Regions from separate parts of the Mus musculus genome. Here all the other regions are linked to region 1. Evidence: chromatin contacts called from public promoter capture Hi-C data. All regions are on one chromosome and are shown on one strand. The core of a region is the stretch at or near the end of the contact, and the rest is flanking DNA. Distances in the headings are between cores, read along the strand shown. Region 1 holds the start of Ifitm2 (interferon induced transmembrane protein 2). Region 2 holds the start of Pidd1 (p53 induced death domain protein 1). Region 3 holds the start of Irf7 (interferon regulatory factor 7).

The links. Promoter capture Hi-C pulls out the DNA fragments that hold promoters and counts their contacts.
Region 2: a contact with region 1 is called in a promoter capture Hi-C map of liver, with 4 times the contacts expected there. The contact joins the promoter of Pidd1 here to the promoter of Ifitm2 in region 1. A contact is called at or near these places in 8 of 39 promoter capture datasets (the C10 cell line, the HPC-7 cell line, embryonic stem cells and 3 more), 2 of 484 Hi-C or Micro-C datasets (LSK cells and embryonic stem cells), 2 of 115 datasets of contacts at active chromatin or transcription factors (embryonic stem cells and pancreatic cancer cells) and 2 of 9 other capture datasets (adipose tissue and liver).
Region 3: a contact with region 1 is called in a promoter capture Hi-C map of liver, with 2.1 times the contacts expected there. The contact joins the promoter of Irf7 here to the promoter of Ifitm2 in region 1. A contact is called at or near these places in 8 of 39 promoter capture datasets (the C10 cell line, the HPC-7 cell line, embryonic stem cells and 3 more), 2 of 484 Hi-C or Micro-C datasets (muscle stem cells and regulatory T cells), 3 of 115 datasets of contacts at active chromatin or transcription factors (embryonic stem cells, memory CD8 T cells and pancreatic cancer cells) and 2 of 9 other capture datasets (adipose tissue and liver).

The regions. Positions count from the first base shown.
Region 1 is chr7:140,954,362-140,958,108 of GRCm38.p6, forward strand. Ifitm2 (interferon induced transmembrane protein 2) reads right to left here and starts at 1,600. Exons shown (of 2, transcript NM_030694.1): 1 at 1,309-1,600; 2 at 478-812. The coding sequence starts at 1,554. The coding sequence ends at 624.
Region 2 is chr7:141,441,956-141,445,702 of GRCm38.p6, forward strand. It overlaps Pidd1 (p53 induced death domain protein 1), which reads right to left and starts at 2,070. Exons shown (of 16, transcript NM_022654.2): 1 at 2,014-2,070; 2 at 1,013-1,398; 3 at 196-609. The coding sequence starts at 1,322.
Region 3 is chr7:141,264,443-141,268,189 of GRCm38.p6, forward strand. It overlaps Irf7 (interferon regulatory factor 7), which reads right to left and starts at 1,982. Exons shown (of 10, transcript NM_016850.3): 1 at 1,948-1,982; 2 at 1,181-1,602; 3 at 935-1,097; 4 at 633-849; 5 at 283-341; 6 at 51-213. The coding sequence starts at 1,194.

The DNA of each region.
Region 1 (3,747 bases), core at 350-2,849:
GTCATGTGGTCCTCCTACAAGAAACCTTCTAGAGTCCCCACCCACTCCAGGTCCCTACATAAGCCTGAGTGTGGGGAAGGAAACAGTGAGGGCAGCAAACTTCACAGCACCCAACTTTTGTGTGCGGGCCAGCTCAGGAGCTTGAAGTCATATCCAAGAGGCCACCACAAAAAGAGGACACATCTTGGCTAGGGATTTCTTTTCCCCTAAAGTAAAGGACTCCGGGTGTCTTTCACTCCTAGGCCGGAGCCTCCTTTGCCCAAAGTTCTGCACCCTTCCTGGGACCCCCGGGAGCACGGCCTCAGCGTTAGATGATCCTCGGATCCCCTCTGCCTGGATCAGGCAAAAACCCACAGGTCGGCTGCTGCCCATATCTGGAGACCAGAAGCCTGACAAGTTAACGACACTTGCTCTCCTCAGACAAAAAGGATGCAAGGTGAGCTCGGTACAGAACCAGAGAACAGTGAGTCACAGCCAGAGTTGCCACCCCGTGCACTTTATTGAATCCACTGTGGACAGATAGGTGAAGGTAACATTTGCATACGCGTAGGGTAAAGGGTCGAGGCTTGAGCCTGGGGGCGGGGCAGGGGCGGGGCAGATGTGGACCGTGGAGCACAGGGCAGCTAGAATCCAGAATGGGGTGTTCTTTGTGCAAAAGACTGAAAGACTACCACAGAGGTGGTAGAGAAAATAATGATGCAGATAATGACCATAAGGATGCTGAAGATCAGGGAGCTGATATTCAGGCACTTGGCAGTGGAGGCGTAGGCCTGGGCTCCAACCACATCGCCCACCATCTTCCTGTCCCTAGACTGAAGGAAATTAGATGTAAGGAGCCCTGGAGCTGGCCAGCTGAGAGCCAGGTGCTCTGGCTCCATTTCCCCAACTGCTCCCTGCCCACTGTCTCACTCCCTCCAGCCGGGAAACCCTCCCCTCTTTTCACACACACACAAACACAAACTATACAGTAAGCTCCAGCATTCGCTGCATACCTCACTTTCCACACAGATTAGGGCCCCAGTCTAAAGGGTGAAGGGGTGGGGAAAGTCTGGCCCCAGAATCCCCAGGCAGTTTCATCCTGTGACTATCAGAAAGTCTCCAACACCAGAGACAGACAGTGCGCGCGCGCGCGCGCGCGCACGCACGCACGCACACACACACACACACACACAAATAGGAAGGGTGCACACACACTTTCTTACAGAAAGGACCCCACACTCACACCTCGGTGCTATCTGAGTAGATGGCGCTTCAGGCTCACACACACCTTCTTACACCATTCCCTCCCACCCCCTCTAGCACACTCACCTTCACAGAGTAGGCATAGGCAACGAAGCCCAGGCAGCAGGCGTTGAAGAAGAGTGTATTGAACAGGGACCAGACCACATGGTCAGGCACCGACACCTCTCTGGGCATGTTGATCACGGTGGTCCTCACAACAGCTGAGTTGCTGGGTTCCCCCAGCTCAGTCACCCCGTACTCCTCTTTGATTGTCTCATAGCTTGGAGGAAGCCCGGCATTGGTGGACAAGAAGGCTTGAGAATTGTGGCTCATGGTACTGACTCTGGAACAATCGCCCCGTCTGGAGGATGGCTGCTGCTATCCTGGTTCTGTAGACCCGCCCTTTCTCTAGCAATTTCCTTTTCCTGTTGGTGGGTTAGTCTCCAGAGGGCCTTACTGTGGGGAATTGGCTGGATACTGAAGTGGGCGGTACTTAGGCCTTGAGTATCAAATTACTTCAGGACTAGTTGACTGTTGAGGTACCTCTGTATAAACTTCCAGGGATCTAGACTTGTCCCAGGGCTAAAACTTGTCTGAAGGTCTCCACCTCCTGCTTACAGTAGGCATACTAGAACTTCTCCCCAGATCTAGTCTCCCCAGCCCCCTGCTCTCACACCCCTGGTACATCCCTAAACCTGGCCTCACAGTGAGGGCCTCCTCTAAAAAACCCCAAGCACACACACCCCTAAACTAATCTGTTGCAGGTGGGGGCTGGGGAGATCTGCAACTCAATGTTTCTTTGGCTGTCAGTTGGGGAAGGAGGAGCCTTCCAGCACAGGGCCTGGATGCTCCTGGCTAGCTAGGGAAGGAAAATTCCAGTCACTTGGCTGCAGCCGGGGAGCTTATGGAAGGCAGATGTTTTCCTACCAGTTGCGAAACAGCCATTGCTAAAATGAAGCCTGTAGGAGTACGGCTACACAGGGAACTCCGAGTCTTTCCCGGCAGAAGCAGTGAGGGAACTGAGCGTCCTAGAAACAAGGGAAGTTCCCTGGTGGTGAAGGACACAAATCGTTTGACACTTGAACCCATTCAGTAACCTCACACCCCCACCCCCAGCACCCAAATTTCATCCCACAGGGCAGAATGGAGCAAGGAGGAGATCAGTGAGTCTAACTACAGAGCCCTTGTTCGCCTCTACTTGTACAACCATCACCATCGATCAGAGCCTCAAAAGCTGGAGCAGGTCACATGTCTGTAATCCCAGCACTTGGGAAAGGTCAGCAGGAGAATCAGTTCAAGGTCCAGCCTGGGCTACATGACAGCTTGTCTTAAATAAATGAATAAAAAGTAGTAAGTAAAAATTTTAAAAAAATGAACGAAAGGGGAACTCAACATTTCTTCTAGAAGAGGCACAATGGGTAACAGGCTCCACATTCTTGCTCATTAGCAAAATGCAGATCAAAGCCCCAGCAGCACACTGCTCATACCCATTAGGAAGCACTGTAGTTTAGAAGCAAAGAAACCACACCACTGATGCTGCAGGCTTTGCAGGCAGTGGGCAGATCGAAGCTACAACCCAGAATCCCACTTCTCGTGTGTAAGAGAATGAACACATGTCTATACGTATCCTGTATGCCTGTATCTCATGTCTACAGCAGCATTCGTAACGACAGGCAACAGACAGAGGTTAGATGTCTATCAACTGGCAAATGAAAAAGGAAAGCTCTGATATATGCTAAACCTGAATAAGCCTTATGAACAGCTCTCAGGTCAGAAGTAGGTGAGCAGCCTCCAGGGGCTAAAGGGAAAGAGGGTGGGGTAAGGTGTCTTTGTTATTGTTTGGTTTGGTGGTGGTGTGGGGGTTGTTCTTGGTTTTGTGTGTGTGTGTGTGTGTGTGTGTGTGTGTGTGTGTGTGTGTGTGTGTGTGTGTGTGTGTGTGAGAGAGATGAAAATCATTTTAGGGGAAAAGTCAGAGGTGGTAAGGTGTGGCTCTTTTTCCTAGTGAGCCCTGTGCATGTCCTCTCTGTCTCATCTCTGAGTGAATCTCACTTTTGAATGAAAGTGCCCCATAGGCTCACATGTTTGGATGCTTGGTCTCCAGTTAGGAGAACTGTTTGGGAAGGATCGGGAGGTGTAGCCTTGTTGGAGAAGGTGTGTCCCTGGGGATGGGCTTTGAGGTTTCAAAAGCTTATGTCAGGCCCAATCTCCTCTCTCTCTCTCTCTCTCTCTCTCTCTCTCTCTCTCTCTCTCTCTCTCTCTCTCTCTCTCTGTCACTCTCTGTCTGTGTCTCTCTCTCTCTCCCCCTGCTTTCCAGCTATAGCTTCAATACCATGTCTGCCTTCTTTCTGCCATGATGATCATGGGCTAACTCTCTACGACTGTAAGCAAACTTCTAATTAAATGTTTTCTTTTATGAGAGTTGCCTTGGTCATGGTGTCTTCACAGCAATAGAACAGTAACTAAGACACTGATCTTTCCCAAATCCAATCCAAATAGGCTAATTTAGCTAGGATCTCTTCCACCTTC
Region 2 (3,747 bases), core at 820-3,319, 490 kb after region 1:
AAGGGACATCTGGAAGCAGTGAAGGTTCCCAGGGCAAGAGCACACGGTTCAGGGGCCTCTGTGGAAGAAGGGGGGACAGGGTCCTAAGACTTTAGGTTGCAGGGGGGGTGGGCACATGGGAGTGGCGCTCTGGGCAGTAGCTGAGAGTCGCTCAGTACTGGTTGGTGAAACAAAGCTGACACCGTAGCTACTCACCGAGGGAAGCTGGGAGACTCTGCAGCCGGTTGGAGGCCAGATTGAGCTCACTGAGGCTGCGCAGGTTTCCAATCTCAGAGGGTATGGTGTCTAGAAGGTTCTCAGAGAGATCGAGACGCTGAAGGGTGGACAGGGACCCGAGTGTTAGGGGTAGTCTTTCTAGGCGGTTGTGTGTCACGGTGAGGAAGGTAAGGGCGGGCAGTGCCCCCAGGGCCTCGGGCAGCTCTGAGAGATGGTTGTGAGAAAGCAGCAACGCATCCAGGCCGTGCAGTTCCGGGACACAGGTAGGCAGCGTCTCCAGCCTGTTGAAGCTCAGGTCTAGGTGAGCCAGGCAGGCCAAATCACTCAGGCCAGCAGGCAGAGTGGTCAGGGTTCCATGGAGGCAGGCACCCAGGGCACCCCGGCTCTGGCCACCTGGAAGTGGGGAAGACAGCTATAGCCCTCAAGAGTTGGAGTCTCCCCCATTCAGCGCTGTCAGAGAAAGCCTCCCTTTTAAGCCAGCCAGAGGGACAAAGAAGACACCAGCTCGTAGAAGCTGACAGCATCACCCCAGGAAAACTGGGATCTACAGAGACCCGGCTGGGCACATTCAGGGTTCTAGGCTCAGGAGACAGAGCCCAGCGAGCCTCACTTTGGGGGAGGAAGGTGATAGGGCTAAGGACAAGGGACAGTTGTGGGGTAGGGGTTCACACCTGATGTGCGGGGAGAAGAGAGGTTTGGAGTTAGGGCTGGGACAAGGATGGCCTTTGTGTCCAAGAAGTAGAGTCAAAGCTGGACAGAGATGAGGACAGGGTCAGGAAGGAGCAAGGGTACTCACCTTTGAGGACCAGGGAGCGAAGGCGCAGCAGACTCCACGGAACCTTGGCTAGGGTGTCATCCAGCAGCTGAGGGTCCTCATGGGTGCTGAGCCGCAAAAACTCCACTTGCAGCAGCTGTGGGGGCTGCTGGGAACACAGGTACTGTAGCCGATGGCAGCCCCCTGGGCGTAGGTCCAAGTTCAACTGGTTCCCAGCCGGGAGAAAAGGTGCTCCAGGCCCGGCATCCACAGCCTCCAAGGTGGATGTTGCAGCATCCTCTGCAGCAGCTGCAGTTTCCTCCGGCTCCTGCCCCTCCAACACTGCAGCCATCACCCATGGAAGGTCCTCGGGGACCAGACATGTCCCAGCTTGCCAAGCAAGCCTGCTTAGGCAAGGCTGATAGAAGCTGGAGAAGCAGGGGGAGGAGTAGGCTGTAGGGGACCAGCTCCCCCTCCAGGTCAGAGCAACAATAACTCAGCTTGGAAACCCGGGAGCTCTTGAGACCACCAGCCCAAGAACCCTGGGCACAAGGGGTAGTGAGTGGAGTGGTCACTGCAGCCCTACGGCTTGCATCTGTGCTGGATCCTTCTGCCTGGGAGGGGCACCAGGCAGGGCGACTCTGAACAGCATAGCTTGGAGAACTCTGCTTAGATCAAGGACAAGGAGAGGGTTTCCACCTCAATTCTGGAATCTGCCCAAGTGATCCCTGATCCCTACAGGGCTCTGGAAATAAGGACACACTTTCTATCTTCACACCCAAATGCATGGGGAGAACCCAGAACCTTCTTCCACTGCAGACGTTCACTGTGCCCGAGAGGGTCAGTAAACAGTGCGAAGGGGAGCCAAGAGGACTTTGGGGTTCTTGTGCTAGGGTCCCATATCGCGGTCCCTAGTAGACACTCTTGAGCCACAATTCCCAATTCACACCTCCGTCAAATGGGGAAAGCAGAGGGGGTCTCGGTAGGTGAGGAATCGCTTTGGTCCCGCCTCTGGAGCAAACTTCCCGCCTCCCATTGAGTACCTGCCACGCTGATCTCCCCGCCAGTCTAGGCGCGCTCTGTGCTGCCTTCCCGCCGGCGCGCTTCCGGGCGGGCCACCCGTCGGGCTCCGCCCCTCCGGGCTAGCCAGTAGGAATTCTCCGAGGTTCTTATGGCTCCTTCCTTTTCTGTTGTTCGCACTAAGGGAAGCCGGTGACCCGCAGGAAAACTTACACTTTCAGATCTCTGCAACCCCAGACCTGTGGTGGCACTGCATAGTCTGGGTCTCAAGTGCATTCTAAGACAGGAATTTTGGGTTAACAGAGTATTGTCACACTCCTTGCTAGAAGCTAGAACCTTGAATGCTGGCTTCCTGGGGGGAACCGCTCTAGGAAAGTAGTTCTCAGTCTGTAGGTCGCGACCCCTTTGACAAACTTATATCTCCAAAAGATATTTACACTGTGATTCATAACTAGCAAAATTACAGTGATGAAGTAGCAGGAATAATTTCATGGTTGGGGTCACCACATCATGGGAACTGTCAAAGCATTAGGAAGGTTGAGACTCAGAGTCTCCAGGACTTCCATCTCAGGCTTTGCAGTGAAGTCCAGCTTATTGGAGCTAACCATTGATCATTACTGTGGGCCAACTCCCTACCTAGGCAGTGAGTTGCCTGGCTTTTCCTCCCTGACTTAGGTGGGTCTCAACACAAACAAACTTGAGATAGAAGTTCTTGCCTGCTGGGCGTGGTGGGCACTTCTTTAATCCCAGCACTCGGGAGTTCGAGGCCAGCCTGGTCTACAAAGTGAGTTCCAGAACAACCAGGGCTATACAGAGAAACCCTGTCTAGAAAAACCAAAAAAGAACTTGCCTAAGTCCTTTAGTTGATTAATATTGAAGCCAACACCCAGAATCCTCAGTGGAGCTGGTGGACTGGAAATGACCAAGTGACTGTTCTACAGTCTAAGTGATGGGCAAGCTTCCTGCAAGGCCTCTCTGCTTCCATTCTAGCACCTGCCTCTTTCTCACTGTTTCCATAAAGGTGCCAGATGGTGCTTTATAAAAACCAGCCCCAGGGGCTTAGTCTAATTGTGCTCACCTCAAGTGCAGTGCCTTTCTGAGATGGGAGAACTGCTGCCCCGGGCTGCACAGCAAGACCTGTCTCAAAAGCAATCATCCTAGGAATATTCCTTAAGTTTATATTAATGAGCATGGTGGTATTTGCCTTTAATCTGCAAATGAGCTCTTCACCATTGAGCCATCTCTCCAGCTATTTTGGGTATTATTTTACAGTTAAAAAAAAAAAAATCACAGCCGGGCAGTGATGGCACACACCTTTAATCCCAGCACTTGGGAGGCAGAGGCAGGCGAATTTCTGAGTTGGAGGCCAGCCTGGTCTACAAAGTGAGTGCCAGGACAGCCAGGGCTACACAGAGAAACCCTGTCTCGAAAAACCAAAAAATAAAAATAAGTAAAATTCACGACAGTTGGTGGTGGCTAATGCCTTTAATCCTAGCACTCTGGAGGTGGAGGTAGATAGGTGGATCTCTGAGTTAGAGGCTAGCCTGGTCTATAGAACAAGTTCCAGGACAGCCAGGGATACACAGAGCAGCCCTGTTTTAAACAAACAGAAAAGTCACAACATAAAAAATCATGCCAGGGGCTGGAGAGATGGCTCAGAGGTTAAGATAGTTCTTCCAGAGGTTCAATTCCCAGCAACCACATGGTGGCTCACAAACATCTGTAATGGGATCCGATGTCCCCTTCTGCTGTGTCTG
Region 3 (3,747 bases), core at 732-3,231, 310 kb after region 1:
TGGGTGTTCTCTAGCTTAGCCCCAGCTCTGTAACAGTAACTGCCTCTCACCAGGAGCCTGTGGTGGGACGGGGTCTGCCCCAGACTCGGATTCCAGTATGTGGCTGTACTGCAGAACCTGAAGCAAGAGGTCCCCGGCATCACTAGAAAGCAGAGGGCTTGGGGTTTGGAGCCCAGCATTTTCTCTTGCCAGAAATGATCCTGGGGACACACCCTGTAATAGACAGCATAGTGGTAGGCACCTGCCGATCCCCCACACCTAGGAAGGATGGACCAGATGTACCTGTGTGGGCAGAGCATTGCTGAGGCTCACTTCTTCCCTATTTTCCGTGGCTGGGCCCACTGAGGGAGAGGAGTGGGGAGGGGAGATTTGGTTACGATGCCCAAGCAGTTCCAAAAGTTCTCTATTTCTCATACCCTCTGTTCCCAAACCACCAGGTACCTCACTCAGCCCAAGGCTCTGACTTAGCAGGAAGTGTGCACTCCCCCTCCACCCCGACACACACACACTTTGGAAGGAGAGGAACTGAATCTACAACTAGTTTCAAAAACCACAAATCAAACCATTGAAACCACCAAAATGACAGAGGCCATGTACCTCCCTGGCCCATCCCTGTTTGTGGCACTGCTCACCAGTAGATCCAAGCTCCCGGCTAAGTTCGTACACCTTATGCGGATCAACTGGATCCCCTGAATTGTCTTGGCGCAAGATAAAACGCCCTGTGCTGTGGAGTGCACAGCGGAAGTTGGTCTTCCAGCCTCTTCGCTCTCTTCGCTCAGCAGCCTCAGCCTCTGGGGGTGGCAGGTTAACTCCACTAGGTGGCCACCTCCCTCGGGCCACAGCCCAGGCCTGAAGGAGAGGAGAGAGCATGGGTTGAGGCTGGATTCCCCCAGGAGTTCTGGCAGATTATAAAGAGGGCAGGACTGGGTACCACCTTGAAGATCTGTGCATCTTCTTCATCCAGATCCCTACGACCGAAATGCTTCCAGGGTACGCGGAAGACTGTGCGAGCCTCGTTCAGCCACTGCAGCCCCTCGTACTGGCCGCTGCTGACCTCCCCCAATAGCCAGTCTCCAAACAGCACTCGCTGGACCCCCCTGCAGGCAGAGCAGCCACGCTGGGGTTAGGGCTAATGTAAGGGACACAGGACCCAATACAACCAGGGTAGACATGTTCTCACCTCACTTCAGCCATTGCTCCGTCTACACAGGCAGTCTGGGAGAATCAAAGTAGATGCTACTACTCTGTGATGCCTTGTAGTCACTGGAGCAGTCAGCTATTGCAAATAAGGCCCCTTGGGTGCCTCTATGGTTTTAGGTTGTAGCCACAGATAGTGTGACCAAGTTTCACAAATGTGTTTTAAACGTTACAAGTGTTGGTAACAGGTAGGAATTTCAGTTTCACAAGTGTGACCCAGGTATTAGGGTGTTGAGGGTCACAGATGAGGTTTGAGAACTTGTGGTCACCTAGGTTCAGAACTCAGTGTAGATTCCTCTGCCAAGGTGGCTGTAGATGTGACTACAGATGTAGCGGGAGCGCACACGTGATGTCACAGGTGTTAATCCAGCGTCCGAGCCTGGATGGGCTGTCACAGGCTGGACCCTGCGAAGACACAAAAGGGGCGGGCCCAGACGAGTAAAACGAAACTGCATCTCAGGAAAATGAAACCTAAACAGTCTAAACAGCGCCCGGTAGCTGCTGGCTTCCCGCTGTCTCCACTGTCTCCATGCCTACCAGTGCAGTCCTCAAACTACACCCGACCCTTACTCAGATCCCAATCCCTGCAGACCCAATTGCAAATCCTGCCGGGACGTCTGCCCTCCTGTTTCCCCCGAGCTTCTCTTCACTGCCCTTCACTGATCACTCACTACTCTGTAGAGGGGACAAGAATTTCCCCTGTGGCACTAGCTCACCTCCCTCCCCGAGTGGCCCAAGAGTCCCACATACCTGGTACCGGAGCCGCCGGGACGGGTTTTATCTCAGTGAAAAGGAGGGTGCCAGTGCTTTTATAGTACTTCGGGCAGAGGCGGGGCAGAGCCCAGGCAGGGTGTGGCTTAAGGGCTCCAGACGTCACTAGGGTGTCACTAGTTTGTAGCACTCAATTGCAAATCCTTCCCTCCTGTTCCCCCCCCACCCCCCAGCTTCTCTTCACTGCCCTTCACTGATCACTCTCTCAGATTCAGTCTTCCAGGCTCTTTGTAGATTCAATGAGAGAGGCTGACCCTGCTTTGGACAGAACAGCCATGTCTTGGAGGACAGTAAGAATAGTAAGTAGGTGGAGGTCTATCTGCCAGGCTCAGCCCCTGGTGGAAGTGTGGGAAAGGTCTTTCCCCAGGACCTCTTCAGGAAAGCACATTGGGACAAGGCAGGGATACCCACAACAGTCAGTAGGTTTTGTTTGTTTATTTGTTTTGTTTAGCTGGCTGAAAAAAATCTTAGAAAGTGGAGTCTAAAGAGAGACTATGGTACAATTTGGCTTAACACTGAGAATGGTACAGATAAGAATATACCATCTGGGGGCTGGTGAGATGGCTCAGCAGGTCAGAGCACGACTGCACTTCTGAAGGTCCTGAGTTCAAATCCCAGCAACCACAAGGTGGCTCACAACCATCCGTAACAAGATCTGACTCCTTCTTCTGGTGTGTCTGAAGACAGCTACAGTGTACTTACATATAATAAATAAATAAATCTGAAAAAAAAAGTAAACTGGGCATGGTGGTGCACGCCTTTAATCCCAGCACTTGGGAGGCAGAGGCAGGCAGATTTCTGAGTTCGAGGCCAGCCTGGTCTACAAAGTGAATTCCAGGACAGCCAGGGCTACACAGAGAAACCCTGTCTCAAAAAACAAACAAACAAAAAACAACAACAACAACAACAAAAGTATACCATCTGGGAAGAATATACCATCTGGACAGAGGTTGAAGCAGAAGGATTGAGGCCAACCTGTGTTATAGAGTAAGACCCTGGAAGCTGAAGAGGCAGCTCAATAGTTAAGAGCCCTGGCTGCTCTTCCAGAAGTCCTCAGTTCAATTCCCAGCAACCATACGGTGGCTCACAACCATTTTTAATGGGACCTGATGCCCTCTTCTGGCACACAACTAAATATATATAATATATCTCCACAGTCAAGGGTTGTGTCCATCCTTCTTCAGAGAATCTTTTGTTTTGTTTTGTTTTGTTTTTGTTTTTTGAGACAGGGTTTCTCTGTGTAGCCCTGGCTGTCCTGGAACTCACTCTGTAGACCAGGCTGGCCTCAAACTCAGAAATCCACGTGCCTCTGCCTCCCAAGTGCTGGGGTTAAAGGCGTGCGCCACCCACCATACCTGGCCAAAGAAGCTTCTTATTGCAGTGGGTAGACCTTTAGGGAAGGGGGTGTCCTTTATTCAGTGATTAAATTGTCCTTGTTCCAGCTGGGTCAAGAAGCTAGAACTAAGAAATAGCTTAGTGGTTAGGGGCACGAACTGCTCTTCCTAGACAACAGGGGTTCAAATCCAGCACCCACATGGCAGCTCACAACTGTAACTCCAAAATTTGACACTGTCACATAGACATGCATGTAGATCATACACTGATACACATAAAAGTAAAAATTTAAAAACACCAAAACCAAACAAAACATTTAAATAGAAACTAGTTAAACTCAGAGGGATACTGAGAAGACGGAAAAGGAGGAAGGGGACTTGTTAAGAAGGCTTCCAACAAGGGGGAAAGAAAATGACAAGGGAGACTGGGGCATGGAAATCACCA